Linked DNA regions of Mus musculus: all the other regions are linked to region 3. Evidence: chromatin contacts called from public HiChIP or PLAC-seq and promoter capture Hi-C data. All regions are on one chromosome and are shown on one strand. The core of a region is the stretch at or near the end of the contact, and the rest is flanking DNA. Distances in the headings are between cores, read along the strand shown. Region 1 overlaps Rab6a (RAB6A, member RAS oncogene family). Region 2 holds the start of Rab6a (RAB6A, member RAS oncogene family). Region 3 holds the start of Relt (RELT tumor necrosis factor receptor). Region 4 holds the start of P2ry2 (purinergic receptor P2Y, G-protein coupled 2). Region 5 holds the start of Plekhb1 (pleckstrin homology domain containing, family B (evectins) member 1). Region 6 overlaps Plekhb1 (pleckstrin homology domain containing, family B (evectins) member 1).

Region 1 (2,700 bases), core at 13-2,512, 240 kb before region 3:
GTAAAGTGGAAAGGAAAGTTTATTGTTATAAAAGAACCATAATTAGGGGCTGATGAGATGTCTCAGAGGTCAAGAGCACTGCCCTTCCAAAGGATTAAGGGTTGATTCTTAGTACCCAAATTGGAAATTTCAGTCCTCTTCCAGTCTCTGAGGGCACAGCATGCACATTGTACACTGACATAACATGCAGGCAAAGTGTCCATACACATAATTTATACACACATTTATTTTTATAAATAGAATTTTAAAATGAATTCTATTTAATAAATATAGCTAGAAATAAGTAGATTTTTTTCCATTGGGACACTACAGTAATAATTGTAAATAAAGTTCTTTGATGAAAGTTAGAATTAGTGGAAAGAGTTTAAGAACAGAATATTTGAGTAAGTTGTATCACTGAAGATAAGTCAAATAAGAAAGAATTTTCTGACTGAAGTTGCAGAAATATTAGAGTGAGTTTGAAAGCATCTGGATAATGTTTTATTTCCCAAGTAGACAGATTCTTTTGTGAAGAGGTAATTATACAGACTCAGGACTATCCCTTCAATATTGAACTCACAATGCTCTATTTACTAGTTTTAGTTGGTATTCTTTGCCTCAGTATAACCTTTCTTTTTATCAGAAGATCTTAATCACATTTTTACTTAATTCAGTGTTATATAATCTATTACAATGATATTGGTAGGAGGTGGGATAGGAAGAAAACATAAAATATAATATTGTATGAAGCTTGTTTACATAGGAAGGAGTGTTTGCTCAAGCTAAAGGTAATTGATAATTACTTGGAATTTTTACTTATGAATGCCAGTGGTTCGTAAACATCATTTATGGGTTTGGCTGTATTAGATCCCTATGCAGATATTTTAGAGTATAAATACCAGGGCTGGAGAGATGGCTCAGTAGTTAGGAGCACTGGCTGATCTTCCAGATTCTCTGGCCTCTGTGGGCAAAACATCCAGACACATGAAAAAAGTGATTTTTACAATTTGAGATCTTCTACTAACAAGCAGTGAGGGTGAAGATTGCCAGAGCAGTGCTAGCAGAATGATGGCTACCAGAGCACTTAGCTTAATTGGCAAGAGAGCCATTTCTACTTCGGTATATGTCCTGATCACACGGGAGTGTTATAAAGAGTGAAGACTATGCTCTCCCTGGTTGTGTTGATATGCATGACCACCCATGCCTGGTGTGGCCCATGTCAGGCTGCTGTCTGCCAGCTAGAAAGCCCTGAAGGAGAAGGCTGGCCTGCAGCAGCCTGTCCAGCCATGACAAAGTCCAATTGTACTGCATCCAGTTTAACAAGAGCTTTGCTAAGATGAACAGGAGCACCAATGAGTGGAAAACTCTTGTGGGCGTGGCCATGTTTTTCATGGGATTCATGCTCTAATTCTGATGTGGGAGAAACACCATGGGTACAGCCCCATCCCTCATAGCTTTGATGGAGACTGGGTGGCTATGCAAAGCCAGCAGATGCTGGACAAGAAGGGCTTCTCTGCCTGTGACCTGTGTAGGCACCCACACTTATATGCATATAGCCTCCCTATACATCTGCAGGCACATATACACATAATTTAAGCTGAAATATGTTTTAAAAGAAAACAAAACTCATTTAAAATTATACTAAAATGTCAATAACTGGGTATGATTTTTTTCTTGGCCCAAAATATTTAAATTTTGGGGAGCATTTGAGAAGTTTATTAACCTGGTTCCTTCCTAACTTAAAGAATTATTACATTTGTTTTATTTGTTGTTTTGATATTTTTAAGACAAGGCCTCACTGTGTAGCCCTAGCTTATCTGGAACTCATTGTAGACTGGACTGGCTTTGAACTCACAAGTCTTGAATTTGTTTTGTATTAGAATCTATGTGAAGTGACCAGAAAAATAGAAAAGTTATTAGATGTGGTTCTTGTTCTTGGAGAATGTACTCCTTAGTAAGGACATTCCCAGTATTTCACTATATCAGTCTAGCTGTGCTTTTCCTAAAAATTCCAATGCAAAGGTGAATTATAATGAGACATATTGGCACATGCTTATAATTCCTTGCTCCAGAGTCTGAGACAAAAGAATGACCAGAAATTTAAGGCCAATCCAGGCTACATAGTCAGTGTAAGGCCAGCCTGGGCTATTTAGCAAAAATTGGATTGTAAGGCTAGAGAGGGAGCTCAGTGGTTAAGAGCACTGACTGCTCTTCCAGAGGTTCTGAGTTCAATTCTTCTCAACCACATGGTGGCTCACAAACATCTGTAATAGGATCTGATGCCCTCTTCTGATGTGTCTGAACACAGCTACAGTGTACGCATAGAGAACAGTCTAGTTTTTTTTTTTTTTTTTTTTTAATGGTTTTTCAAGACAGGGTTTCTCTGTATAGCCCTGGCTGTCTTTGTAGACCAGGCTGGCCTTGAACTTAGAAATTCGCCTGCCTCTGCCTCCCAAGTGCAGGGATTAAAGACGTGCGACAACACGCCCCGAAACAGTCTAGTTCTTAAAGCCCTGATAACCCATCAAAGAACTCAACTACATAGTGGCTTAACAACCATCTGTAATGGAATCATATACTCTCTTCTGGAGTGTCTGAAGACAGCTACAGTGTACTCATATAAATTAAAAACAAAGAAACAAGAAAGTGTACTTTTATTAAGAAGTTTTTATTTAAAAAAAAAATAGTTCTTAAAGCCCTATAACCCATTTGCAGCACTGC
Region 2 (2,700 bases), core at 99-2,598, 260 kb before region 3:
GTATCTTAGGCTAAGCTGGAACTAACTCTATAGCCCAGGTTTGCCAAGCCCTGACAGCAATCCTCCGCCTTAGCTTCCTGGGGGTTGGGATTACAGATGTGAAGCACTAGATAGAAAATTACTAGATTTACAAAGGCCATTATAGAAGTTCCCATATACCACTCCAGACTCCTCTATTAACAGCTTACTTTAATAGGACTGATATGTTATAATAAATCAATCAGTACAAAATACTGTTATTAACTAAAATTCATGCTATACTCAAATTATTTTGTTTTTGTCTGATACTCTCTTTTTAGGGATCCCATTCAGATGAAAAGTTACATTTAATTATGTTATGTAACTGTCCACATTATGCTTAGTTCATGTTTTCTTATGGCATTCACCTTTATCTTATTGGATCTCAAATCTGGTTGACAATTGGAAATGCTTCAGATGGCAAATTTAAGGAAGCCCCACTCAAGCACATCCAGAAGTGCTGCTTTAAGGAGAAAGGATGATCTTTTAAATACTCCTTCTGCAGATTTGTGATTTTGTTGAGGCAGCCCTCTGGAATGTTGTGTGACCTTTTCCAAAGCTGCACCGCTAAGTGGGCAGTCATTTCATATCTGTAATATGTGGAGTTTGGCTTATATGATATCTAAACTCATTTCTAGCATGTAGACGATGGTTATCGTCTGATGTTATGGGCACCTAAAACAACGGCCACTCAACAGAAGATCACGCCAACAGACACTAGGGAATTTGATGGCTTAACGTAAGGAGGTAGCAGAGGTTCAAATAAAACCTTGACTCCATGACATGACTACGTGGATTTTGCAAGTCATTTCCTTCTGTTGGACTCCAATTTCCTCACCCACAAAATGGAGAGGACTTGTTTCTGGTAGTTATGAAACTCCACGGAGTAACGGTGGGAAATCTTATATACACGAAGATGCCGAGCAAGGAATTACGTTTTAGAAGGCTAGGGTAAACGGGTGAAGGGCTAAAGTGAGGAAGGAGAAGCGACGTTAAGGGTTTAGCACCTACAATACACCTTTGAGCGACCCAACCCCACCCACGCATTGCTGCGGTCATTCCACCTTGGTTCCGGCTCCGCCTCCGTCCCACCTTCTTTTCCCTCCTCCTTCCTCCAATCGCCTTGCGTCGCGCCACACTTCCTATGGCTGCCAGAACCCCACACCTTCCTCCGCGCGAGAGTCGCGCGCGCGCTCTCGCGTCGCCACCTCAGTTAGCAGCTGCCTGCCCTCCGCTTTTTCTGATTGGCTCGATTTGTCACTGACGTAAGCGCCCCCTTTTTTTTCTCCCCCCCTTGCTTACCCGGAACTCGGTCCCGCCTCCTCCCGGCTTCTCCAGACGCCAGTCGAAACCTGATCGGCCCCTTTCTCCACCGCACGGGAGGAGCCGGGATTGCTGGCGAAACCAGGAAAGCACTGGCGGCGACGCGCACGCACGCACTCACGCACGCACGTCCGAGGCCGGCAGGGCGGCAGGCTCGCGCCCGGACTCGCCCCGCATCCGCGCCAGAGGCTCGCGCACTCAGCGGGTTGTGCTGCGGTGGTGGCGGCGGCGGCTGCTGTGAGAGCCCGAGCACTGCGCGTGCCGAGACCCAGACGCGTCTGCGGCGCTCGCCTCGCCACCCTCCTCTCTCACCTCAGTCTCCGCGCCGCGTTCTGAGGGAAGGAACGGCGCTAGGCTAGCGAAGCCCGAGCGCACCGCTGGCTGCCTCCGACACCGCCCTGCGTCCCTTCGCGGCCGCGGGCCCGGCTCGGTGCTAGGCGACTCTGCGGGGAGGCGGCGGCGGCGGCTGCCGGTCGGTGGAGGCACTCTCCCTTCAGCCTCGCCCCTCTGCCCGGCCCTGCAGGGGCCGAGAGGACTCGGAGGCTGCCCCTTCAGCTCGGCCCTCTTCGTTAGCGGGTTGGAGCTGCAGCGGTCTGGAAGAGGTCTCTGGGCTGAGGCGGCGGCGGCGGCTCCTCCGGCTCCATCATGTCCGCGGGCGGAGACTTCGGGAATCCGCTGAGGAAATTCAAGCTGGTGTTCCTGGGAGAGCAGAGCGGTGAGTGCGCGACTCCCCCGCTCCTGGCAGCCGGCCGCGGCTTCCCCGCACCGCCCCCAGTGCAGCCCTTCTGGCCGCTGAGGCTCCCCGCCGGCCTCGCTCTTCCTAAAACCCCCACCCCAGCCTTTTCCCCGGGTCCCCCGACTCCTCTTGTCCCTGTCCCTGGCTCCTCCTCGCTAGGATCTATCAGGCTTGTAGCTTAGATCTCTGATCCTCGCCCGGACTCCGCCGCCTGCAGCCGGGCCCTCTCGGGCCGCTCTGTCCTCCTCAGTCCTCACCCCGCCCAGCCTCCTGTCCATCCCTTTCTTCCTTTGCTCTGCGTGGTCTCCACCACCCGGGCCGGCTTTATGGGGCCCCACCCTTATTCCTTGCTCTTTTTCCGGTTCCCATTGGAAGTGAGGTCCCACTCCGAGAAGCCCCCAACTCTGGAGAATGGGCCCCCTCTTCAACCTTGGATGAAGGAGGGTGGGATCTGGGCGTTGTTTTCCCCTGAGGCTTGGCTCGGAGTTGTACTAGTCTCTCGGAAGGTGAGAGAAGAGGTGGTCATGGAGAAAAACAATTCTTGCTCAGTTTACACCTAAATGAAGAATTAGTTAGGGTTAGTGAGCTAATATATTTTAACTGAAGGAGACTTGAAAAGAGGT
Region 3 (2,700 bases), core at 142-2,641:
GAGCAAGACTGTTTCCAACTGTTCACCAACACATGGGAACCTTGGACCACTCCATTGTGTCACAAGCAGACGCCTGCCCCCACCCCCACTGCAGTCTTTCTGTCTGGAGGGGAGAGGAGAATGGAGAAGACTGACCCAAAAACAATAGAGGATCCCAAAGTGATGATTCACAGGCTATTCACACCTCTCTGCAGACTGGGAGACTGAGGCTTAGCAGGGGTAGATCTGATCACAAAACAGAATACACAGTGCCTTGCTAGATGTTGGGGACTTCAGTGTGTGTGTGTGTGTGTGTGTGTGTGTGTGTGTGTGTGTGTGAGCGTGGAGTGGAGTGGAGACTGAGACCACCTCAGGTCTTCTCTGTGCCAGAGGGGCTAGCCCACCCAATTCTGGCTTCCTCTGCTAGGTCATGTCTGCGTGCAAACTCACTAAACTGAACTCTAAGGGTGTCTTGGAGAGAGATCTTTATTCCCTAGACTCCTGATCTTCCTTGGCCCCTCAAACACTGGAAGGTGTCAGGTTCCTCCTTGTCTTACTCTATCCTAGGCAGGCAGGCAGGCAGACAGTCTCTCTCTCTCTCTCTCTCTCTCTCTCTCTCTCTCTCTCTCTCTCTCTCTCTCCTCCCTCCCCCCCCACCCCGTCCCACATGCACCCTATGACCCCGTGATTCAGGGCTTGCTTAAGTTATTTAGGGTTCCTCTGTTCTACCTTATACTCACAACTAGCCCGGGTCACACTACAGGCCGGCCACACACAGTGACCCCAGTGACCTGGGGTCTCTCACATACACAATCACACACACTCTGCCTGCCTCACACACAGAGCCCCTCTGTGTCGCCCGCTAGGCTCGGCGTCACCGCCCAGTGTCCCAGCCACACGTTCGCCCGGGCCAGGCCGCCTCATGCGCCGTGTCACCCACAGTCACTGGCTGACACCGTTCAGAACACCCCCCCCCTTCCCGGCCGCCCCGCGCTGCAGCCGCACCGAGGCGCCGCCGTCCCGTCCCGCAGCCGGCCTTTGGTGTCAGTCCAAGTTTCCCGGGCTCCCCCGACCCCTTGCACGCCAAGTTCCGCTGCTTCCTCTCGCGCACCTTCTGACAGACTGCGCCGCGCGCGGTGCCGGGAGGACGCGCAGCCCGGGGGCTCCGGGACGCGTAGACAGCACCAGGATGGGACGGGACTGGGCAGGAGAGCGGGGCTGACGCATCCGCCGCTCAGGAGAACTTCCTCGGAGCAGCGGAGCGGGGCTGAGGGCCGTGCGCACCCTCCTTACCTGGCCCGCAGCACCAGCTTCGCTCAGCGTCCGACGCGGCGCCGGGGCCCCGCTAGGCGAGCGCTCGGGGCCGGCCGCGCAGCCTGCGCGCCTTTTGAATGAATCGCCGGCCTGGCCGGGAAGCTGCGCGGCCCCTCCCCTCGCGTCACGGCTTCTGGCCCCGCCCCCGACGTCAGAGCTCCGACTTGCGGCCCCTAACCCCGAGCCCCTCTGCGGGCCAAGGGCTCACGATTCTCCCGCCAGGCCACGCTGCTCCGCATCGCCACCTCTTGAGCCTCCTAGGAACTGCAGGGGCTACGACTAGGATGTTCTTCAGATGCATCCCTTGGGGCGCATCAGGGAGGCGCGGCCGTGTGTGTGTGTGTGTGTGTGTGTGTGTGTGTGTGTGTGTGTGTGTGTGTGTGTGTGTGTGTGTGTGTGTGTGTGTGTGTGTGTGTGTGTGTGTGTGTGTGTGTGTGTGTGTGTATGTGTGGTGTGTGTGTGTGTGTGTGTGCGCATGCATCCCTTGGGGCGCATCAGGGAGGCGCGGCCGTGTGTGTGTGTGTGTGTGTGTGTGTGTGTGTGTGTGTGTGTGTGTATGTGTGGTGTGTGTGTGTGTGTGTGTGCGCGCGCGTGCGGGCGTGTGTGTGTGTGTGTGTGTGTGTGTGGTGTGTGTGTGTGTGTGCGCGCGCGCGTGCGGGCGTGTGTGTGTGTGTGTGTGTGTGTGTGTGTGTGCTCCGAACCAAGAAATCTGGGCTTGTGTGATGCAGCGAAAAGGTGCTTGAGACATGAATGCTACTCAGATCCTGTCACCATTGCCTGTGTAACTAGGGCCACAGCTGCCACTGCCTGGGAATAGTCTTTGGAATTGGTTGTGGGTAAGAGCACCCTCAGTGTCTTGGATGAGACCCAAGCTGGTTTCTAGAATCCCCCACCTAGCTAATAAGAGAGACTATAAGGAATGCTCACCTGGTGAATTCCTTTGGAACCTGGCCTAAATACCCCTTCCTTCAGGGTAGCTGGTTCCTCCCCCAAGTAGGTATGACAATGACAATCCTCTCCCCTAACACCAGCGGTCCCACTCTTCTATCACCAATGCCAGCCATCGCAGTGTCCAGTGGAGGACAGGAGAAGTAACGGACTGGGAGGCCAGGATTTGGGAGGCAGAGGCAGGAAGCTCCTGAGTTCCAAGCCAGCCTGGGCTACATATGGAGACATTGTTTCACAAGCAAGCAAACACAAAAAGAGTGACCAACACTATGAGACATCGTTGTAGAAGCCAGGCAGTAAGTAACCATTGCACTCTTGCAATGGTTATAAACTGGGCCCGTGTGTGGTATGGTGCGGTGGTAGTAGCAGTAGTGGTGCGGTGGCACTAGCAGTAGCACATCTCAGCTCCCACAGCCTTCTCTTCCGTTACCTTCCCACTCCCCCAGCATCATTCAAAGA
Region 4 (2,700 bases), core at 149-2,648, 150 kb after region 3:
TCTCATGGGGCCTTTAGGAGGAAAAGATGAGGGATTCTTATAAACTGTAACAAGTAACAGTTCAACAACATTCCAATAGTAGCATAAGCACTTCTCATTAAGAAGAAAGACTACAGCCAGGAAATTAAAGAACTCCTGGTGTCACCCATGAGGCCTTGGTGACATCCTCACATGCTCATCTGGTGCCTGGGGTAGGTGGGCAAAAGGGATCCCGGAAAGGCCACAACCTCACTCTGCATCTGGGCAGCCATTTCTGAGGATTACCCAGTATGCCAACCTGCCCATGTCCTCAAAACTCTGGAGTATCCAAAGCATGGAAAAGGAGAGGGGCAGACCTCCGCAGCAGGGCTTGTCCCCAGCCCTCATGCAGGACCCACACTGGCAGCAGTGTAGAGTCTGTTCAGAGACTCTCCTTCCTCCCACTCCCACCCACAGATAATTGCCACTTCCCTGCCGCCCCAGCCTGATCTTCAAAAGCCACTATTCCAAACTTGATCCAAAACAAGGCTGCTGACCCAGGGACTCTAGGGATGCCATTCTGAGCACAGCAGTCACCTAGCCCTATAAATCTCCAAACTGGAAAGGCTAGTTCCCAGAAGGATCTACACTTGGGTCTAGCTCCTGGAGATCAGTAACACACACACACACACACACACACACACACACACACACACACACACTGTAGCCCTAGTGAGGTGAACACTGTCTTTCTTCTGCCTGACCCTTCATACAGCACCACCTGCCCGATTAAAAGTTTCCAGACAGATCAAAGTCTTAACTGTCCTTATATGAAATTGCACTAGCAACCCACATTCCCACCCCACCGCACCCCCCACTCCCAACCCCACAACCCCGCCGCTGCTGCCACTGCCTCCGGTTCCTCACTGACACCTCACTGACACCGAGTGAGCTACCCAGACTGACTCTGGGGAGAGTTAAGAGTCCAAGCGCAAGAAGTCTCCAGGATTCCCAGGTCTCTTAGCCCACAGACTTACGCCCCAGGGGTACACACAGACTAAGTTCAGTCACTCACACCCTAAGGGTGTGCGCATTTGCCCACTAACACACAGATTCCCCCAGTATGCTGGTAAACACACCAAGATGACACTCACCGAGATCACGCTCTAGAGGAAACAAAGTTCATCAGCGCACCGGCAGCCGGCTCTCACCGCCCAGTTTTGCGCAGTACAAGGGCTGGGAGCCCGAGCCCTCGGGACAGTCACGTAATGGGCTCTCCCTGTTTGGCGCTGACTCGACCGGCGCTCCCGTCCCCAGGCCTCACTTGGCGACCTCTCTTGGTGTCCGCTCCCCTCTAGGAAGCACCTCTCACCTCCCCGCTGCGCTGGTCCCCTCCAAGGGCTGCCGCCGCTGTTCCTGGTGCCCGAGTCCCATGCCGAGTGGCGCAGGGTCCCACGTGCCTGGAAGCGCCGCGGTCCCCGCCCTACTCCGCCCCGCTCCGCACCCCATAGCCTGGCTGTGAGCAGGAGGGCGGGGCAGACTCTGGGCAGACGCCGGAGCCGCCCCCAACCCTTCTAAACAGATGCTTCCAGTCTGCCACCCGCTTGGGGACGCGGTCGGTCAGTGTCGCCGCCGGTCAGCGTGTCCGCCACGGCTGTTGAGCAAGGAGAGGCGGAAGGCGACCGTCCTGGCTGAGCAGAGGTCACCTGCTTAGCTCACCGATTTTCAGCGACGCCCAAGTTTTACAAGGTTTGCTTTGTGCTGGCCTGGCTCCTGTCACTGCCCACCGATGGACCTTTATACTGACCCTCAGCCTTCCCTCCGCTGCTGCCCCATCCCGCGTCACTTACGGATGGACAGATGGATGTGCTTTCAGACTGCTGGTACCAGCAGAAATCTTTGCCGGCTTCACCACCTCCGTCTGCTTTTGCTCTTCGTTCAGGTCACTAACGGGTCCATGAAGTCCTGGTTTAGTTTGATCTCTCATCTTGAACTGCCTCAATTCTTCTCTCTGGCCTGCTCTGAAGACTTTCTGTAGTCACAAACCCCATTCCTGTCCTAGTTTGAGCTCAAAAAGGCAAGGACCACACCAGCCACCTCACTGCTGTCCTGTGAAGGGGTGGATGAATGAGAGGGTGTCTGCCCCCTCCCATTTCTGACTCAGGCATCTGTTAGTATAAGTTCTAGGCCACCTTTAGCACTGTAAGACACATTTTCTGCGAAATGAAGCCAGTCCTTCCATGATCCTACTTTTCGTGTCCATCCAGGGAGTCTTGGGGTGGCCAAATAAACGGACAAGTTCAGAACAAGCCTTTTCCTATGGTGAGGAGTTTGCTCTCTGCCCAAGGGCTGTAGACTTTGTTAGTTGTGTATCCGCTGACTAAAGTCCCATTCGCAGCCCCTGGAGGGGTCCAGAAAGGGTCCGATCTGCAGCCCTGTCCAGAGTGAGAAGGGTGAATACACAGAGCTGGGTGGCTGAGCCTCTCTGCAGCCTCCTGGGGCCTTTGAGCAGACACAAAGGCTCCTTGTCTAACCTCTGCTGGCTATGGGAGCTGGTGCAGGCAGCTTCCAGAAATCTAGATCTCTCCACAGCCACCCTTGTGGCTTTAGGGTCCTCGTGTGAGGGAAGTCTTTCTGGTTATTGAAATCCCAGCGGATTTCCTTTTCCTGATCTCCCTTCTGAGCCGTCAGGTCTTTTTCTGCTGCTTCCCCTAGGACCCAGGATGGATCCTAGCCTCTAGA
Region 5 (2,700 bases), core at 94-2,593, 200 kb before region 3:
GCCTGAGTAGGAAAAAAAAAAAAAAACAGAGTGGGGTGGACCATATTTGGGAGGCTGACACAGCAGGACTGGGAAATCACAGACTAGCCTTGGCTACATAGTAAAGCCAGACTGGGCTATATATTAGATTCCTCACTACCACTTCACAAACAACTCTTCAAACAAACTACACATCACAACACACACACACACACACACACACACACACACACACACACACACAGAGTGCAGAGAGAAGCCAGGCTCCATCCCGGTTTCGGATGTTAGCGTTCTCTAGCTCTGTAAAGCACCACAGTGCTATAACGCAGCATGGAGCCCTCCCAATACAACTCTAGCTACCAGTCTACTGGAGGAGACTGGAGGTGAAAGTAGCCAATGCAAAGAGTGTGGCTTACCCAGGAGGAAGTCGCTCTTTGCCCAAGGGGTTCAGAAAGGCTTCCCCAAGGAAGCTGAGGGGTCGTGAAGGGGAAGTAACATTTCCCCAGTGTGGATCAAAGAACCTCACATAAGCACTGCTGGAAAGTCCAGGTCTTTAGTAGGCTTAGAAGATGAATGAGGGGTTGGGGAGAAGATGTGGGTTGGCAAGGGATAGCGCTGCAGAGGGTACCAGGCTAGAACAAGGACTGGGAGGCAGTGGACCGTGTGTATAGTGACTGCCTGGGGGAAATACGGTCAAAACAGGGGGTTAGGTCATATGATTAGCGGGTTACATGGTCCTGTCCCCTGGATCCGACCCTCCACAGTCGCTACTTTGACTAGCTCAGTCCATTCCCCACCTCTGCAGGAGCAGAGAATCCCAGAGACCAGGGCATTACCTATTTGGGAAGCCCCCCCCTTACTTCTTCCTACCCCAGAAACTCGTCCTTACCGGGGTTGCCGGGCTCATGGTTCCTGATGGTCAGAGCTGCATCCCCAAGAAGGTTCCAGAAGTGGGGCTTGACTCTGCCTTAGAGATAAAGGGATCAGGAAAGAGCTACCAAGCAGGCGCTGAAGGGAGAGGTAGGGAGGGACCGCACCAGTCCTAAAGAAAGTCACCCTCTTTTCCAGCCCCCTCCCGGGCTTTCCTGGCTGAGATCTCCTCTGTCCTTCTGTTTTTGGCCAAGTCACCTGGTGATTCCGAGGTGGTGTTGATCCAGGTCTCCAAGATAGGGTAGGGAGGAGGGTGGAATAAAGGAGACTGGAGATGGGGCAAGGCAGGTTCTCTGGCCCAGTTTAGGGCAGGGCTAAGTTTTCATTCTGAGGCCTAGCAGGCTGTGTCCATCTCCATCTCCCCAGTCGTGGCTGTGCGGCCTGGCTCCTTAAGTCTCCCTTCTTGGCTCCCCGGTCTCTTTAATCTTGACCCAGAGCCACCCCAGTGCTTCAGCCCTTTCGTGCTGTGCGTGCTCTGGGGGATTTAGCACAACAGATCCTATTAGCCAGTAGCTCATCCCCTCTTAGCAGCCCCAGCAACCGCATCTTTCAAACTACGCTGTTTTTCATCTCTGTGCCTTTAACTCATTCTCTGGTCTCTGGAAAGTCTCAACCCTACCCAATTTTGACTAATTTTTCTCCTTTCTATAACCGGGATGGGAGGAAGGAGAGAAAGAGACAGATGCCGGGCAGTGGTGGCGCACGCCTTTAACCCCAGCACTTGGGAGGCAGAGGCAGGCGGATTTGAGTTTGAGGCCAGCCTGGTCTACAGAGTGAGTTCCAGGACAGCCAGGGCTACACAGAGAAACCCTGTCTCAAAAAACAAAACAAGAGCCGGGCGTGGTGGCACATGCCTTTAATCCCAGCACTCGGGAGGCAGAGGCAGGCGGATTTCTGAGTTCGAGGCCAGCCTGGTCTACAAAGTGAGTTCCAGGACAGCCAGGGCTATAAAGAGAAACCCTGTCTCGAAAAACAAAAAACAAACAAACAAACAAACAAAACAAAAACAAAAAAAGAAATAGACAGATGGAAGAAAAAGAGAAGGAAGTTGAAGGGAGGAGGGAAGAGTGGAAAGGAACGGGAAGGAAGGAAGGGAGACAGGGAGCTATCTCTCCCGAGAATATTGGCAGGTTAAGCCGCTAAAATACTTCTATAGTCGCTATTATGTTGATAATGATCAGTTAAATTCTCATCTAGATACTCCTGAAGTTCATTTTCCTGCACATACGCAGAGGTTTGGGGGCAGGGTGATCTGACTCCCTCATTAGCAGCTCTGAAGATTCTCCTTTGCTGCTCTGGTTACCTTGAGGAAAAAAAAAAAAAGGCTTTTAAGTCAAACAGCCACGGGGATGCGCAGGATAACAGCTGATGACGCCAACTCCGGAAAGCAGCTTCAGCCTGGGCTGTTTCCAGCGGTTTGGATTACTAGGCTTGGTGAACTCTAGGTGAACCGGCTGCGACCAGCTGTCTCCATCTACTAGAGAGGGACACGCGTCCTCTAGTGGCCTAGAGAGGGACTGCTGTAACTGTTCTCCAGAAGCAAAGCATCGATTGTTCCAAAAGCAAACCTCCCTCCGTGCCTGTGACTGGCATTAAAGCGGTCAGGAGGAGATGGGTCCAACACGAGGCCGCTGACTGTATAAGTGGGTTGCTCAGCCTCATTTAGTCACCAAAGACACCTTCCTTCTCTGGTGTTGCTCATTAGGCCTAATAGAAAGCTTCTCCGGGCAATTTCTTACCTACTGTGGTACATGTCAGCTGGTAACTGATAGAAGAAGCGGCAGGGACAGA
Region 6 (2,700 bases), core at 191-2,690, 220 kb before region 3:
AATCATGTCTTTATTAGTGTCTGTGCTGAGCCAATGGAGCGCTCACATATGCTAGGAATTTTACTAGGCACTCTAGCAACTGAGCCAGGGATTTTAGCTTTTCTATTGGCAATTGGGACAGGATGATGGAATAGTTTGGAACAGGATCAAATGGAGAGATTGCTTGCTACCTATAGACAGGCACATGAGGGGTTCCCCAGGCTGGTGCCAAGGTGGGTCAGGCCCCAGAACAAGATAATGCCGTCTCCCCCCAGCGGGAAGGAAGAGAATAAGCTTCAGATGTTAACAGTCGAGCTGAGCTCCTGGGATCAGAAAGGCATTTCCTAATGGAAGCAACTTCCTAAGGCCGGAGGTCTCAAAGAACTCACCTCTTCCCACAGCTAGGAAACCTTAGGGTTAGCTCAGCTATCATAGGGAAGCTACAAGTGAGGAAAAGGTGCCAAATTCCATGTTTTGGTTAAGGGTATGTCCTGCCAGTACTAACTAGACAGGCAAAGTATTCATTATAGTTGAAATCAAGAAACTTTACTCCATAAAAAGCCCCATCGTGCCTTTATCCAGCAAGCTCCTTCACATAGAGCTAGAACCACTACAACCAACCCCTGCCACAACACCAAGCCAACTGTTATTTGATTCTTTGGGCACCCAGACCTCGCTCCTTGCCCCGACTTATCCTTACCAGACAGATAACTGTAGCTTTGTTGTTTGCTCTCTTGTGAGCTCCATTCCTCAGACACTTAGAGCCAAATGAAGTTATGTTTGCTATGTGTAGAGAAAATTCACATGTGACTTATGGGAGTGCCTGGCAATGGGTGTATGGACTTTTGGCTATGTCTGTGCCTGAGATGTTAGCTTCCTTTGAGACGGAAAAGAGGATAAATGGTGGGAGTAATGGGCCAAGCGTAGAGGGCTTAATGGGGAGAAAGGGGTCAAAATGGGACAGTTTAGATGGTAGCTAGCAGAGGATCCAGAAGAAAAGGGTCTTCTTGTGTTCTACATGCACATCCAGAAGTCAGAGCCCCAGGGCTCAGAACCAACAAGGCGACCACATAAGTGAACCAAGAGCAGCACCCGTGGCAGCCCCAGCAAGCATGCCCATGGCCAAAGGGGCGCCTGAGCTGTAGCAGGGGTCCTCTCGAACTATCACGTGTGTCACACCAGGACCTGTAAGAAAAGCCACACAAGTCGGGGTCAGTGCCAGAGACTAGTCTAATCTCAAGTTAAGGCATGAACTCATTCTGCTCCCCAGAGGAACTGAGACTTTGAGAGCACCCTCCACTGCAGCCTACAGATCATACATATGCCACGGATGGTGACTATGGGACTGGAGATGGGCTGCAGGAAACCCCAGGATCCCTAAGCCCCTGGGGATCCATGCAGCCCTTGGGAATGGACTCTAGTAACTAAGACCTTGGGAATAGGAAGAGTGTCATTTCTGCAATAGCCACCTGGGGTCGCTAGCAGCACAAGATTATCACTGTTTGGTAGACTGGCTGAGTGGGGCCAGCCCGGAGAGTCTGTTTTGAATCTAGGATCTGGGAGGGTGAGATCTGCAAAATATGTATACCCTCAAAGGGTGAAGCTCAGTCTTCACTGATGGATCATGGGCAAGGCCTGGCACAGGATTGTGGCAGGAGGTAGACTGGCATGCTAGGGGCACTTACCTGCATAAGGTGGCCCATAGTAGCTGCGGACATATGTGGCTTCATGTGCGTTGGGTGGCACCACCTCATAGTAGTCCTGATACGGGCTGTAGACGCGTACCTGAGAAATCCAGTCAGGTTGAATGCCCAGGGACTTCCTGGTCTGGGCTTGGTCCTGACCCTTTCATTCTGTAGCCACCCTCCTCCCCAGGGCTAAAGGGAAAAGGTATGGCCTCCCCATAGATTCCATAACCCTTCTCCCCTAAAACATCCAGCTCCCAATAATGCCTTTTCTCCTACCTTGGCCTTCTATATTGCCCAATTTTCCCATTGCTCAACTTTCTAAGTCTAACAATTCTACAATGCTATTCTCAGAGAAACCCAACTGATTATTCTCCTAGTCAAGGGAAGAGAACTATGGCAAAGCCCTAGGCATGAATTAGAGGAGGACTGGAGCAAAGGAAGAAAAGAGTAGTCACTGAAATAACTACCATCTAGCATCTACTGCATAGCGGGTCCCAAGGGAGGTGCTCCCTAGTGTCACCTCTGATCCTTCAAGGCAGGCATTGCTATCTCCATAGCATCCAGTGCTATGGATGAGGCACAGAGAAGGTGAGAGTCCTGCCTTCCCCATCAGGCTCCTACCAACCTCCCAGATTCTAGCTCAGAAGCTACCCACTATAGGAAGCCCTCCTGGGCTCAGAAGTATTTCTTCCTAGGGTCTCTAACTTGGATAGTACCCCTTATCTTTTCTCTTAACCTTTCTGGCCTGTTCCCCCAAATGTGTGCTACTTAATGGCAAGGCCCTCAACTTGTATCACCTGCAAGGGACAGTGATGACAGGAACCAGTAATACATGCACGATTAGCACTAACTGTCAATCCAAATCTACCACTTTAACTCATGGGGTAGCTGACTTGGAAGGGGTCAGAATCTGTTCTCTCCTGGGACTCCCCCCTAGCCCCATTCTCACTGTATCTCTCACTAGGCTTCACACCAGAATTGCCCAACTCTAGAAGTCCGTTTGTGTCCAACTTAATTAATACAAATGGACTGT

What was found. Promoter capture Hi-C pulls out the DNA fragments that hold promoters and counts their contacts. HiChIP or PLAC-seq counts read pairs in DNA pulled down with a chosen protein or histone mark. Capture Hi-C pulls out chosen DNA fragments and counts their contacts.
Region 1: a promoter capture Hi-C map of embryonic stem cells shows a contact between it and region 3, with 2.8 times the contacts expected there. The contact joins the enhancer-like site here to the promoter of Relt in region 3. A contact is called at or near these places in 8 of 39 promoter capture datasets (3T3-L1-derived adipocytes, the C10 cell line, cranial neural crest and 4 more), 4 of 115 datasets of contacts at active chromatin or transcription factors (embryonic basal ganglia, embryonic limb bud, fetal liver and 1 more) and 2 of 9 other capture datasets (adipose tissue and liver).
Region 2: a contact with region 3 is called in a promoter capture Hi-C map of liver. The contact joins the promoter of Rab6a here to the promoter of Relt in region 3. A contact is called at or near these places in 4 of 39 promoter capture datasets (the C10 cell line, hippocampal neurons, pre-B cells and 1 more), 6 of 484 Hi-C or Micro-C datasets (CD8 T cells, embryonic stem cells, muscle stem cells and 1 more), 12 of 115 datasets of contacts at active chromatin or transcription factors (the SCID.adh cell line, astrocytes, craniofacial prominence and 9 more) and 3 of 9 other capture datasets (adipose tissue, liver and pancreatic islet).
Region 4: a promoter capture Hi-C map of embryonic stem cells shows a contact between it and region 3, with 4 times the contacts expected there. The contact joins the promoter of P2ry2 here to the promoter of Relt in region 3. A contact is called at or near these places in 1 of 39 promoter capture datasets (embryonic stem cells), 1 of 115 datasets of contacts at active chromatin or transcription factors (pancreatic cancer cells) and 2 of 9 other capture datasets (liver and pancreatic islet).
Region 5: a contact with region 3 is called in a promoter capture Hi-C map of embryonic stem cells, with 5 times the contacts expected there. The contact joins the promoter of Plekhb1 here to the promoter of Relt in region 3. A contact is called at or near these places in 24 of 39 promoter capture datasets (the 3T3-L1 cell line, 3T3-L1-derived adipocytes, the C10 cell line and 15 more), 1 of 15 datasets of contacts at CTCF or cohesin (embryonic stem cells), 7 of 484 Hi-C or Micro-C datasets (the G1E-ER4 cell line, embryonic fibroblasts, embryonic limb bud and 2 more), 22 of 115 datasets of contacts at active chromatin or transcription factors (the HPC-7 cell line, T-cell acute lymphoblastic leukemia, craniofacial prominence and 16 more) and 3 of 9 other capture datasets (adipose tissue, liver and pancreatic islet).
Region 6: a contact with region 3 is called in an H3K27ac HiChIP or PLAC-seq map of oligodendrocyte precursor cells, with 9 times the contacts expected there. The contact joins the enhancer-like site here to the promoter of Relt in region 3. A contact is called at or near these places in 16 of 39 promoter capture datasets (3T3-L1-derived adipocytes, the C10 cell line, the HPC-7 cell line and 9 more), 1 of 15 datasets of contacts at CTCF or cohesin (embryonic stem cells), 7 of 484 Hi-C or Micro-C datasets (the C2C12 cell line, the HL-1 cell line, embryonic stem cells and 1 more), 11 of 115 datasets of contacts at active chromatin or transcription factors (the HPC-7 cell line, T-cell acute lymphoblastic leukemia, embryonic basal ganglia and 7 more) and 3 of 9 other capture datasets (adipose tissue, liver and pancreatic islet).

The regions. Positions count from the first base shown.
Region 1 is chr7:100,623,474-100,626,173 of GRCm38.p6, forward strand. The region is part of intron 1 of Rab6a (RAB6A, member RAS oncogene family); the gene reads left to right. Among named protein-coding and RNA genes, the nearest start is that of Rab6a, 17 kb to the left of the region's middle. Within about 2 kb of position 1,263, at least 18 of the 459 cell types and tissues checked have an H3K27ac peak or open chromatin away from gene starts, as enhancers often do. A contact at or near this core is called in liver, where this site is marked.
Region 2 is chr7:100,606,238-100,608,937 of GRCm38.p6, forward strand. It overlaps Rab6a (RAB6A, member RAS oncogene family), which reads left to right and starts at 1,349. Exons shown (of 8, transcript NM_024287.4): 1 at 1,349-2,056. The coding sequence starts at 1,987. It also overlaps a transcript of Mrpl48 not described here.
Region 3 is chr7:100,862,022-100,864,721 of GRCm38.p6, forward strand. Relt (RELT tumor necrosis factor receptor) reads right to left here and starts at 1,392. Exons shown (of 11, transcript NM_177073.6): 1 at 1,273-1,392.
Region 4 is chr7:101,010,600-101,013,299 of GRCm38.p6, forward strand. P2ry2 (purinergic receptor P2Y, G-protein coupled 2) reads right to left here and starts at 1,399. Exons shown (of 3, transcript NM_008773.4): 1 at 1,113-1,399.
Region 5 is chr7:100,661,051-100,663,750 of GRCm38.p6, forward strand. It overlaps Plekhb1 (pleckstrin homology domain containing, family B (evectins) member 1), which reads right to left and starts at 1,344. Exons shown (of 9, transcript NM_013746.3): 1 at 1,108-1,344; 2 at 869-942. The coding sequence starts at 886.
Region 6 is chr7:100,643,906-100,646,605 of GRCm38.p6, forward strand. Plekhb1 (pleckstrin homology domain containing, family B (evectins) member 1) reads right to left here. Exons shown (of 9, transcript NM_013746.3): 8 at 1,665-1,764; 9 at 1-1,164. The coding sequence ends at 1,028. Among named protein-coding and RNA genes, the nearest start is that of Plekhb1, 17 kb to the right of the region's middle. Within about 2 kb of position 1,441, at least 25 of the 459 cell types and tissues checked have an H3K27ac peak or open chromatin away from gene starts, as enhancers often do. A contact at or near this core is called in epiblast stem cells, oligodendrocyte precursor cells, rod photoreceptor and 1 more, where this site is marked.